2 separate regions of the Mus musculus genome follow, and region 2 is linked to region 1. The links are chromatin contacts, called in public promoter capture Hi-C maps. All regions are on one chromosome and are shown on one strand. Each heading gives the region's core, a stretch centred on a gene start, on an enhancer-like site or on the middle of the called end of the contact. The rest is flanking DNA. Distances are from core to core; before and after follow the strand shown.

What was found. Promoter capture Hi-C pulls out the DNA fragments that hold promoters and counts their contacts.
Region 2: a promoter capture Hi-C map of embryonic stem cells shows a contact between it and region 1, with 4 times the contacts expected there. The contact joins the promoter of Slc35b4 here to the enhancer-like site in region 1. A contact is called at or near these places in 2 of 39 promoter capture datasets (embryonic stem cells and hippocampal neurons), 1 of 484 Hi-C or Micro-C datasets (embryonic stem cells) and 3 of 115 datasets of contacts at active chromatin or transcription factors (astrocytes and embryonic stem cells).

Annotation. Positions count from the first base shown.
Region 1 is chr6:31,899,112-31,905,414 of GRCm38.p6, reverse strand. No RefSeq gene overlaps it. Among named protein-coding and RNA genes, the nearest start is that of Gm31894, 120 kb to the left of the region's middle. Within about 2 kb of position 3,389, at least 5 of the 459 cell types and tissues checked have an H3K27ac peak or open chromatin away from gene starts, as enhancers often do. A contact at or near this core is called in embryonic stem cells, where this site is marked.
Region 2 is chr6:34,172,095-34,178,410 of GRCm38.p6, reverse strand. Slc35b4 (solute carrier family 35, member B4) reads left to right here and starts at 1,357. Exons shown (of 10, transcript NM_021435.3): 1 at 1,357-1,633. The coding sequence starts at 1,557. Gm13855 (a long non-coding RNA gene) reads right to left here and starts at 1,363. Exons shown (of 3, transcript XR_868963.3): 1 at 1,189-1,363; 2 at 47-206.

The DNA of each region.
Region 1 (6,303 bases), core at 2,140-4,639:
CATTTCTTGAAGGGCCAGCTCTCTGAATGCATTAGGGAAGCACTCAGCTTCCTAATGTACCCAGTTCCTAGTGGATCCTCAGTCTATTGCAGCACACATCCAATCTCTCTCTCTCTCTCTCTCTCTCTCTCTCTCTCTCTCTCTCTCTCTCTCTCTCTGTGTGTGTGTGTGTGTGTGTGTGTGTGTGTGTGTGTGTGTGAGCGCGCACGCATACCTTAGAACACAGATGTGCATGTGCAGGCTAGAGGCCAGCCTAAGTTATCACTTTTGAGATACCATCCACCTATTTAGTTTGGAGAAAATGTCTCAAGGGCCTGGAACTCACTGATTGGCCTAGGCTGAGCAATCAGAAAGCCCTGAGACCCACTGTCTCTGCCTCCCTAGCACTGGAATTACACACATACAACTTTTTGCTTATATGAGTTTTGGGGCTTGGACTCAAGTCCTCATTCTTAAAAAAGAAGGCACTTTGACCACGGAAGCATCTCTCCAGGCCCAGCCTCTCTGCCCCTTTATGGTGTTCTCACTTTTCTTTAGTCTGACTTCATCTCAACCGACTACACATGCAATCACCCCAACTACAATAAGGTACTGCAGCACTGGTAGCCTAGACTTGGACACACTCCTGGGGAAGTTACAAAAGACTGTCATGGGACTGACTGTAGCTCCAATCACAAGGCCCTGCATTTAAAATATGGTGTTCAAAGTCCATGTCTCATGGATGTATAGAAAACACTTCTAATGGGGTCATATCTGAGACCTCCTATCCTGCAAAGCTGACATAAAGCAGGCCATGCCATAGCAGGTGTTTCCCTACTTGCTAAAGGCACTGTCAGAGATGCCCCAGCCTGCTTCCCACTGTTAGCTCCTTTGACATGCACCAGACACAGAACTTCTTCTTTTCCAGCATAGCACTGTCCTCCAGGATGGAGCCATGCTGAGAAAACTCAACTCTTGACATCCTTCTCACACAGACACCCAAGAGGCCCTCAGACCTTACTGTGCTATTTCTTTCTTCCCATCTCCCCAGGGTGCTCCACAGAGACCAGCAGCTTTCTAAAATTGCTGGCAGTGACTAAGGCAGGAGGACCCACCCTATCCAACCCTCTGCCTGTAAATCAGGTAGAGGGCACAGTGCTTCAGTCAGCTTCCAGGATATGCAATTTACAATATAAAAGCCACAGAACTGCAGGCCTGACTCTGTGAGTTTTGAAAAATGTACCCAACACAATCCCATTATAGGATAGTACTGTGTTGACAGTGTTCTGATGACCACAGCTCCTTCCAGAACACTCGTGGGACCACAAAAAAGTTTCTTGGTGCCTCTTTAGAGTTAGTCACCTTCTTTTCCCTCCCTGAGATTGCTCCACGTGGTTTTTGTCTCTAAGGTTTTAGCTTTTGAATAAAGTCACTTAAATGAATGACTGAACCCACAGCCTTTTGTCCTTGGTTTCTTTCCGTAGGGAGAAGTATGTTGGATTGTTAACATTGTTACCTACAGTTCAGTTCTTTTTCACTGCTGGATAGTATTCAGTTATTTGCCACAGTTTCTTTGTTATCTGTCAAATGGATATCTGGATTGTTTTTAATTTGGAGCCAGAAAGAATAAAATCATTAAGAACGTGTAAGCACGTCTCCATGCCTTTTCTTGGACAAAATCCTTGGTGTGGTCTTGGGGTAAAACAAAAGCATGCTTCAATTTTAAAGAAACAACTAAGGTTCCTTCCAGAGTGACTGCACCACTGGTATTCTCAGCAGCAAGGGAAGGGATTTTCTGTTGTTTCATGTCTTCATCTACACTTTTAACTTGCAGTGGTAGTGATAGAAGTAGCTCACTGAAGTTTTAATTCGGATTTATTTTTTTAATTATGCACGTATTCCCATTATTTTGTGCCGCTGTTCTAACACAAATCTCTAATTTCTCCTTCTTGAGTAATAGCTGACACCCATTTCTTTATGGCAATAAATTAAGCTCTGATCATCCTGTCCAGGCTCTCAGCTTCCGCTGAACGTTGGTTTTTGAGGGAGACCCAACCATGAGTTGAGTTAGTCATGAAGGAGGTTAATTCATCTTGAGTGAACTATCCTGTCACGATGTATCTGGTCTTGCATTTTTAACCATTTGTTTTCTTGTTGATTTTTTCCCCTTACATTGAAAATAGCTTTTTTTCTCAAATAATATATCCTGATTATGGCTTCCCCTTCCTCTTCTCCTCCCAGTACCTCTCCTCCTCCCATCTGGGTCTATGCCCTTATGTTTCTCACTAGAAAACAAACAGGCTTCTAAGGATAATTTGTGGATTTTCCTAACGATTGCTGACATTGATCATCTTATTGATATGCTGGCTGTAGACACTTGTTCTTCAGTACAGTATCTATTGAGATCCTTTGCCCATATGCATCATATTATTATTTTTTATAAATTTTAATCCATGGACGTAGTACACCTCTCTATTAACTTACGTATTCCTTGATTTCTTTTAGTATTAACTTATAGTTTTAATTTAATTAATTTATTTAAGAATGCATTTTTACTTCTTTTATTTGTATAGCTGTGTGTCTGTGCCCTGTATCTGTGGTGCTGAGTCTCCTGGTACTGGACTTAAATGTAGTTGCATCTGTGATGTGGGTTCTGAGAACTAGACTCAGGCCCTCTGGAAGAACAAGTGTGCTTAATCCCCAAACCATCTCTCTGTCCCTTTGTTTTGCAGACTTTAGTAGCATTTTTTTTAATTTACATAAGTATTTCAGAGTTTCCTCCATTAACTGAGATGATTTTTCCACTTTTTCTGACCAAGCATTCCTGGGGCTTACTTTGCCAGTTGCTGAGTCCCATGACACATGACAGTTTTCACAAATAGTATTAGAGGACTTGCATTTAATAATATTTTATTGGTGACATGTCTGCATTCATGCCGAATGGACCAGGTTTCTTTTCTTGCAGTATGTGGTTGGATACTGTAAGATCAGGACTGAGAAAAAAATTTTTAAAAAGAGGATCCCAGCTCTGTGGAAGTAAAGTGTCTTTCAGTCAGAACAATGAAGGACAGTGGTCTCTTCTGAAGTAGAGATCGTGTGACCAGGTGAAGGGAGCTTGAAGATTTATAAGACAGAAAAGAAAGCCTTGGGAGTAGAAGATTCTGCACATCTGTTCCCCTGCATCCTCAGAGTTGTGCCAATACCGAGGGGAGACAGAGTGTTGATCTTTTCATGAGAAGTTCAGCATCCTGGATCCTACATCTTCCAGAAGCTGACAATGTTTTCTCTGTAGTTCTCAATCCACTAGAGGTCATTAACACTTTGAGAATCAGAGTAGTTTCCCTCCCCCGTAAGATGTGTTGAGCATTTTCTCCTCTTCCTGGAAGGCTCTATGTTAATTTCTCTTTGTTTGCTTAATGTTTGAAAGAATTCATTAACTATGCTGGTATTCTGTCTGGACTCCACCTCCACAATTTCCTGGCAAGGTAACTTTAGGGAGGAGCATACCTGGCTGTTGCCAGTTAACTGTGGGGGTAGAGTCCAAACAGAATACCAACAAACTGGATCTCCAGATTTGGGTTTGGGTTTTTATTTCGTTAGTTGGTCATTGGGTTTTTTTGTGTTGTTGTTGTTGCTGCTGCTGTTGAGTTCTATTTTTCTGGAAAAATATATTTCTACCCACAAATCCACCTCCTTACTTAATTAGAGCATTCTCAGGTTCCTGGTTTCTTCTTCACCACCCTTGGGCCTTTTGTGTCTTTCCAGGACTTGGTCCATTTCATTAAAACTCTCGGATTGACTGCCATCAAATAAACTTTCCCATCGCACAGCTGCTCTGCTCTATGCGATCTTTGGTAAGTGCTGCTGACAATCTGTCTTGTGTATCTGTTGAATTCGGTCAGTCAGCCTAGACGCTCACTGGGTTGGTTCATCTTTGCCTTTGTTGACAATGTGTTCCTTTGGTTTCCCTGATTTCTGCTCTTAACTTAGTACTGGGTTCTTCCTTTCCTTTCCTTTGGTCATAATGTGTCCTCTTTTGAAAGTTAACTTTTTAACAGTTTTTTGTCTAGATACAATGTGTCACAATCACATTCACCACACTTGACCTTCTCACATCCACATTCCTCTGACCCCTTGCATCTTCCCCACTTGCCCCCCTTTCCTTTTATGCCATTTTAGGTGGGGTCTTAGCCACGCCGCCACATCTTCATGATTGCAAAGGCCATCTCATCCAGCAGACCAAGCTCCCCCTGCCATCAGCCCCCCTGCTGTCAGCTCTTGCAGTCTTTCCACCCCATCTTCTGCAGTGTTCTCTCAGCCTTAGAGGAAGTGCTAGAGATATCCGTGTAGGCCTGAACACTCAACATGCACTCACTCTCAGCACTTGAACCAGCTAGGACTCTGTAAAAAGAAGTTTCTCTTGCCAAGGCTAGCACAGCTTTAGCCTAATCACAAATATTAAGAAGGCAATATTAATAATCATTACTAATGATTTACACTTCTAAATTACATTTATTTTCCTGGCTTCTTAAAAGGGAAGTTGTATCATTACTTTGAAAACTGTCTGTTTTTCTTCTATTAGTATTTAATGCTAACAATAGCCCTCCTGTCACTCCTGCTGATACCACTCAGTTCCTTTTCATTGTTCTGAAAATAAATCCTAGTACCTCATGATTCTTTATCTGACCCATGGTTTATTTTAAAATACTTTATTAACTCCTGGATACTTCAGGATTTTTCAGATATGGTTCTTTTGAAAGTTTCTAATTTAATTTGGTCATGGGCAAAATGATTTTTTATGTAAGTTTAATCTAAGATTTGTTTAGTCTTATTTTTATGTGTCAGCATATAGTCTGACTTTGTACACATCCCAGAGGCATTTAAAAGGAAGATACATTCAACATTCATTGGGTAAAATGCCTAATAAATATTAATAAGGTAAAGTTTGGTAATAGGACTCAGGACTTCTACAGATTTTTGTCTAATTGTTCTATAAATGTCTACGTCAGACTGACAGGAGTCTCTGGCTGTAGCTTTGAGACTTTCTATTGTCCCTTTCAGACTTATCCTTTTTATTTGTGTATTTCAAAGCTGTATGCCTAGGTGTATACTCACTAAGAACTTTTTATGTCCTCTTAATTCATTGATGCTTTGGGTCATTGCCTAATGACCACTGTCTGTGGTAATTTTCCCTATCCTGAAGCCCCAGTTGTCTGACATTAATAAAGGCAACTGTGTTTTGCGTTAGTGGCTCATGGCATGTCTCCCTCTCTTACTTTTTACCTGTCTTTGTCTCTACACAGACGTGAGATTGTCTGCTGGTTAATCTACTGTTAGATCCCATTTCCATTCAGCTTCTTAAAAGCAATGTGTGTTTATCGGGCATGTCTCTGAATTCATTTTTCTCATTTACATACTGGGGGCCTGAAGCAGATGACCTGTAAGCCTCTTTCTAACAGTCTATGGTCCTCCTACTATGAAGTAGCCCTGTTGTGGCCTCTGCCCATCCTCTTGTCCATACAGCCAGCATCCTCTCCTGTTGTTGTCTGTGCTGTGATTTAAGGACACCTCCAGTTGTTCTCTACAGTCTTGCATCTCAGGGGTAGTGAGCGGACTCTGTGCGGGACGGCCTTCTCATGCTCTCATATAAGCATGATTCAAGCCCATTGTCCTCCTAGGGTACTCCATATTGAAGAAACGGAGGAGGAGGGAGGAGAAGGGGGAAGAGGAGGAGGAGGAGGAGGAGGAGAATAAGGAGGAGGAGGAGGAGAAAAGGAAGAAGAAGGAAGAAGGAGAAGAAGGAGAAGAGAAGAGAAGAAGAAGAAGAGAGAAGAGAGAAGAGAGAAGGAGGAGGAGGAGGAGGAGGAAGAGGAGGAGGAAGAGGAGGAGGAGGAGGAAGAAGAAGAAGAAGAAGAAGAAGAAGAAGAAGAAGAAGAAGAAGAAGAAGAAGAAGAAGAAGAAGAAGAAAGAGACAAAGAGAGGCCCCATTTGCCAGATTCTCCCTTTCCATCAACAATTTGCCCCCACGCATGTTCCATTATCCCTAATTAACTCCAACCTGAAAAATCCTTCATTCCTCTCCCCAAATGCCACAGAGTAGAAGCATTTCCTTTCCTCACTCCATCTGTTCCTGCCTTGGCAACTGCCCACTGGATGCTGCACTAGACAATGCACAGCAGCTCAGGGCCCAGCCCAAGGAGAGGAGGAGTAAAGCCGGAGCCAGCAGAGGTTGCCAAACTGTCCATGTGTCTCTCCTCTTCAGTCTACTCTAGCCTGTGTCGACCCTGTGTTGGCACCCCTGTTCCTTGGGCCTGTGGTCTCTGC
Region 2 (6,316 bases), core at 108-2,607, 2.3 Mb before region 1:
TCTGAGAATGCCAACGTTCAAGCACTCCAGTCAAAACTGGCCATACCTGGATGGGAGAGATGCTTTTGTGGTTGAGAGCACTGGCTGCTCTGGCAGAGAACCCAGGTTCAACTTGGAGCACTCAGGGAATGGCTTACAACCTCTGAAACTCCAGCTCTAGATCGGATGCCTTTGTCTGGCCTCTGAGCGCACCTGAAAGACATATGCTGCGCACATACAATGCTCACGTCAGCATTTAAGTGTTGAAAGGAAGCACGTGCCTTTTACCCTTCAGCTGAAGTCTTGTGGCATCAGTTACTGAGCCTCTTGGTGTTCACTCCGATTCAACAGCAATAGCAAGAAAGACTGCATGGTGACCATCAACTATGTACATAGGCCAGTGCCTTTGTGTTCTGTGTTTGTACACCTAGCAAGACCAGTTTTTCATAGATGCGATGAATTAACAGCCCTATTTCTTCCTATTATGTAAGACTAGTGCTACTGCTCAGAACTGTGCCCCTTCATACGTGTGATTGCATCAGCAGTGACACCACATGATGGGAGGCAATTTAGGGGATAAACATAAACACTCCGAAGTTTTCCTCAAGATTCACAACTAACTTGCCAGTGGCTTCCCCAACTTGTGACCCAGAGATCTCATCAGAATCCTGGCGCCTGCATGCTCTAAATGATGGTTACTGAGCACAATTTTTATTTGTGGTCCTGAACTTTGAATTTTCAATAAGCTCTAGTGCATTCTGAAATTGGGAATGTCTGTCTTTCAAAGGAGACTAGAAACAAGAACTATGGCAAAAAGAATGCCTTTTATCAGTTAAATTCAATATTTAATGAGCACCTTAAGCTGGCAAAATGCCAGCACAAGACATGTGTTCAGTGTCTCTACAAAAATCACGACATAAAGCAATACATTTACTGTATTAGTCTATTCTACAACAACTATTAGTAAGACAGGCCTATCTTCCCCTGTGATGAGAGTGGAGTACTAAGCCAATGCTCTAAACAGGCAGTTTAAGCCAAGGCTCAATCTCAAAACTTTTAGGTTCGCTGTTGTCCTAGAATTCGGTTTAGATGTTACAGGAATTTCTACATTCTCTCAGTTGCAGGTGAGTTGTTACAGATGCTAGAATACTCTAATGAGAAGTCAGTTACAGGGAGCACACAAGCTATTTCGTTGAATCCCATTCCAACCTTTATGGTACTGAACACGAACAGCATTGGGACTTCATTTCCCAGAAGGCAGTGCGACACCGACTCACGCGAGCCTTCGGGGGAAACTTGCCTGTTTTTTTCACGCCTGCCGTAAAGGCGCGCGGTCTGCTGGGACATGTAGTTTGGTTAGCCCTAGGACGCCCCCTCAAATGAATGGGACCGGGTATGACTGAGAACTACAGCTCCTGGTCTGGCCGCGTCGGTGGCAGCTGCGGAGGAAGAGTTGATCAAGACGGCCCTCAGGGAGGGAACCGCTGGCGGTGGTGATGTTGCGCGCGGATTTTCTAGGGTAGCGAACTGAAAGGGCGCTTTTTCTGCGCGCTGGCTCCCCGTGCCCCGCACCGGCCATGCGCCCGGCCTTCGCGGTGGGCCTGGTGTTCGCAGGCTGCTGCAGTAATGTGATCTTCCTAGAGCTGCTGGCCCGGTGAGTGACCCTCTCGGGCCGCGCCCGGGTTCTCGAAGCTGGTCCGGGGTTGCTAGCCCTGGCCGCCTCCCTAGTGCGCTGCACGGGATACCCACGCAGTCAGCTACTCTGCAGCCCTGGCACTCCTCCATTCGTTAGCATCCAGGTGACAGGAACATCCAGAGTGCTGCTGTCGGCATCTCCAAGCCACACTTTGGGGAGTTTGAAGCCTGGAGACTTTCTCACGTGACCGATCCTAGGTCTCTAGGAGCACCCTCTCCAACTACTACTCATCCAACTCTAGCACCTTTCGCTGACCAGTGAATGAATGACACGTGTCTGTCTGGAGCAAAACTTTTCTCACAGAAAGTTTTGTGTGTGTGTGTGTGTGTGTGTGTGTGTGTGTGTGTGTGTTGACATGTTTTGCGAAACATTTGTTTTTGTTGGTCGTAGAGATAGATGGTTGTGAGCACTTGGCTTAGACTCATATGTGAGTGATGTGGTGCAGATAACAACTGAGCTGTCACCATGGTCCCTGGGCATTTCGCACATCACAGTCTTTCGTTGAGAAGCGTGCTCTTTGAAGTGTAGATTGGGAACAGGATTGGCTTTGTGGTGTGGTGTCTTGCAAATAACGTTGGGTAACTATGTGCAAAGTTCAGTAGGCAGAAGTTAGAAAAGAGACAGGAGATGAACTGGAAAACGATTAGGACTAAACAGCTCCAGTTAGTTATTTAAGGTTTGGAGCTTCGGTCTCCTTTTTCAGACAGTTCAATACTCAGTTCAGAGTCACTAGCTACAGGTTTCTATCTATATACTGCTTAGGGCAACCCTGTGACCAAGAGTTACATTGTTTTGTTGAAAGTGAAACAGATGCAAAGTTGGGCATCTTTTCACTATTTGGAAGTGGCAGAGCAAAAATGGGCTGGACTGTATCTGTCTAAGCTCCTAGCCCAGTAACATTTCCAGATGCCTTCCATTTTTGAACTTGAGTTTTGAACATGGTGTGATGTCTGTTGGAAATTTATCCTGTTTGATACTGTTGGTTTGAATCCTTCAGAAGTAAGCAGTTTATTTATGATCAAGTCTGTATGTGTTATAGTTTGCTTTTAGAGAGCTTACCGTTTTATTATGCAGAGTGTTGATGAAGATCGATTGTCTTGGGAGTGGACAGGAAGATGAAAATGAAAAAGAAGTTTCTGGATACACTTCAAAGGCAGAAAACTTTGGAATTCAATCTATTTAATATATTTTTAAATAAGAAAGTGATATATATTCAGGCTAGCTATAGAAACAAAGTCAGATAATTGCATTGAATATGCCACTAAATTATGTGAAACCTGTGTGTTCTAGCTTGTGAGCTCTTGGCTAAAACACTTTTCTCAACCATCAGAGGGGTGGGTGATAACAGCTTCATCCCCATGGATTTTGAAGGTGAATGAGAAATGCCTACCTCACGTTGGTGACTTCCCTAGCCTTCTCCCTTACAATTTGTCTCAGTGCAGGCGTACGTTGTTTTTGTGAGGGTCCAGAAAAGTTCTGTGTGTATCCAGAAATGGATTCCTTTCTCTTTATAAAGTCTTTTCATTCTTTATAGGAACTTTTATTTAGAATTTTATTAGGATCAATTTGTAAATGAATCCAAATTCCTTATTTAACTTTACATATATATAAATCTGCATTTTTGCATACAACTGAGGGTTTTCCTTAAGACGTAAGGAAGTGGGCTTATTAATGCAATGTATAGTACATTAGACTGATAACAACGTATGCCTGATTTGCTTAAGTAAACTCTTCACACTGTCGAGCCGTGAAAGCCGACCCGATTCGTCCAGATAGCCTTTAAAGTTCCTTCTAGATATGATCTTGAGATTTGTGGCTTTAATCTTGAGAAATCACCGTAGAAACTTCTCAGAAAAGCAGAAGCTGTGCTTTTTAAATGGCTTCCTTGGAACACTCAGGTGTTAACTCTAAATACAAAGGCTGCAAAGACTTGTTGAAAGAAGGGAGTGTTGAGCCATTTCCCCCCCAGTTGAAAAACAGATTCAGTTTCTTCTTGCTGACCTTTGTAGACCTAGAATTGGTGCCAGTGATAAGGTGCAAACCTTGTGCACTGCGTAAGCAGCTACACAGTAGTGAGTGAGGTCTTGATTCCCTTCTTAAGGAGCTTATGGTCAACCTTGAAAGCATGATACATATGTGTATATGCTATACACACACACACACACACACACACACACACACATACACATAGAGAGCTAATGAAGCAGGTAAGGTATTGTGTGTCTTAACATCAGGATAACAATCTGAAAGATTTTATTTTTCCCTTTAAGACATGATGGTGAATTCAATAAGAAAGTTTTATATCCAGGAAAGAAAGGAGGTGAAAACGTCTGCCCAAGTCATTCCTTTCAAAGTTGCTGGGTTGTTTGTTTGTTTTTTTTTTTTAATTGAAATTTGAATTTTTGCCAAAGAAAGTCCTAAGTAAGAGAAGGTGTCTGCAATTAATGATTATAAGTCTTAAATAAAGCTTAAGAGAAGGAAAGATTCTGGGAAAGCATTTCAAGTTTTTATTTATTAGAACTTTATTTATTCGCTTTAAAGCGATTTATTCCAGCTAACAGAACCCTTTTCCTTGAGCCGTGCCAGCAGTGTGTCCCTAAGATGCTCTCCGAGTTAGCTTAAAGGAGTGTTGAATGTCGGATCGTAGGAAGGCATCACGCACCTCCTATGCAAAGACAAAAAGTAGACTAGAGTTATCAGAGGACCCCATGGGAGGGAGAACAGGAATGTGATTCCTGGTGAGATTTCTTCTGGGGCACCCTAAAGTTAGATGGTGGTAATGGTTGCCCATGTAAAGCCTGGTAACAGTAGCACTGATATACCAACCCAAGCCATGCAGTCTGACCTAACACAGTACATGTGACCTCCATGTCCTTAGCCATGAACTGTGGATAAGTAAAGGAAAATAGATCAAATGAAGGATACAAGTCTAAACCGCTTAAGCTTTTTAAATCTTTTACACAAATGCTAACATGCCAGAGCACATTTGCTTAAAGTGGTGCCTACTCCCACCCCAAGTAGGTCCTACACAGCTAGAAGTCTTCAAAATAGTGACAGCTGTCCTTTCTCTGCCCCCCCCCTTTTCCCGTGCGTGTGTGTGTGTGTGTGTGTGTGTGTGTGTGTGTGTGTCTGTGCGCGCGCGTGTGCGAGCTCACGCGCACATAGATGAAAGGGACACTGTCCATCTTCTGAGCATTTTATGATGGCACTGTGTTCTTCCTGCTTTCATGCTTGGCTCCCAAGTGCTTGTTTTCTTTTTCTCGAGGGCAGGGATCCAGGTCGTGCCTGCTGGGAGCTCCTTTTCGCTGTGCAGAGTAGCTTCCCAGGAACTACCCTGTAAGAGCTTTGACCCAAGCTTTTAGTAGAAACTGGAAGGGAAAGCCAGAGAAGTGTTGACACACCAGTGTGATGCTTGACACTTGATGCATATTTTCTTACTGAGTTCTCCTGGCAACAGTATATAGTTTTCATTTTATAAAGGGAGGGGGGGGGGGAAAGGTGTTGCGTGTGATTGTTTAAAAGGGTACCCAGTGGGCTAAGGAGATGGCTTACAGTTAAAGTGCTCATTGTACAAGAGTGAGGGCTAGAGCGCTAATCCCCAGAACTCACACGCAGTGCCTGTAATTCCAGCCTGGAAAGGCAGAGACAGGCGATCCCAGAGCAGGCTGGCTATCTCTGTGAGTTCTGGCCTTGATTGAGAGCCTGCCTCAGCTAATGAGGACGATGAACCAGCAAGGCTGATTCTGGACATCAACATTAGCACCTCAGGCTTACACATGTACATGTTCACAAATGCACTCCCACACATGCAGACACCCATATGCACACATGAACACACAGTACACACACACACACACACACACACACGAGAAAAGGGAGGCAGAGAAAAGACAGCCGTCACTATTTTGAAGACCTCTCTGTGTGTAGGAGCCTTGGCTGGTCATCTTCCTGGTTCTAATTGCCTTTCTGGTATGTGGCAGAGACTGTGTTAAGTGCTTTCCTGGGACCTGTTCATCCGTGCAACAATAAACCAGAGAGAGAAGCACTCATACTGTCTCCATTTTAAAGAAAATGGCATTTAGAAGTTTACTACCGTCCACACCACGCAGTAAGTGACAAAGGTGCTCTTGCATGTCAGCAGGAAACAACGTGGAGCACCATCGTTCTCAGCTCTGTGCCGCCACGAACGCACAGAACACACACGCTCTTGCACACACAAGTACAGGCACACCCTTTTCCCGTGAGGATCCAGTGGGGGAACCCTTGAAAGTCTAGATTCCCAGGGCCCCACCCCAGGACAGTGAAATCAGGTCTGGGAGGGTGAACCTCTCTGGGAACATGGCTTCTTCCTCCACACTGAGTAAGTAGTTGGCAGAGCCGCTGAGCTATATCCCTAGCCCCCGTCCTTTTTATCCTTATAATTTTGAGAAGAACACCGCTTCACTCCCCCGCAGTGCTAGGCTTACAGGCTGGCACTGCCCTGCTCAGCCTGACCCGTGGGTTCCCAGAGATCAGCCTGGACTGCCTAGAGTTAAATGTCTGCTCTCTTGTATTAACCAATGGTTTTAATTAGCTTCTTGCTTGAATGAGATGAATGTCTTATGCAATCATTTATGGATTCCTACAAAGTTTAGCCATGTC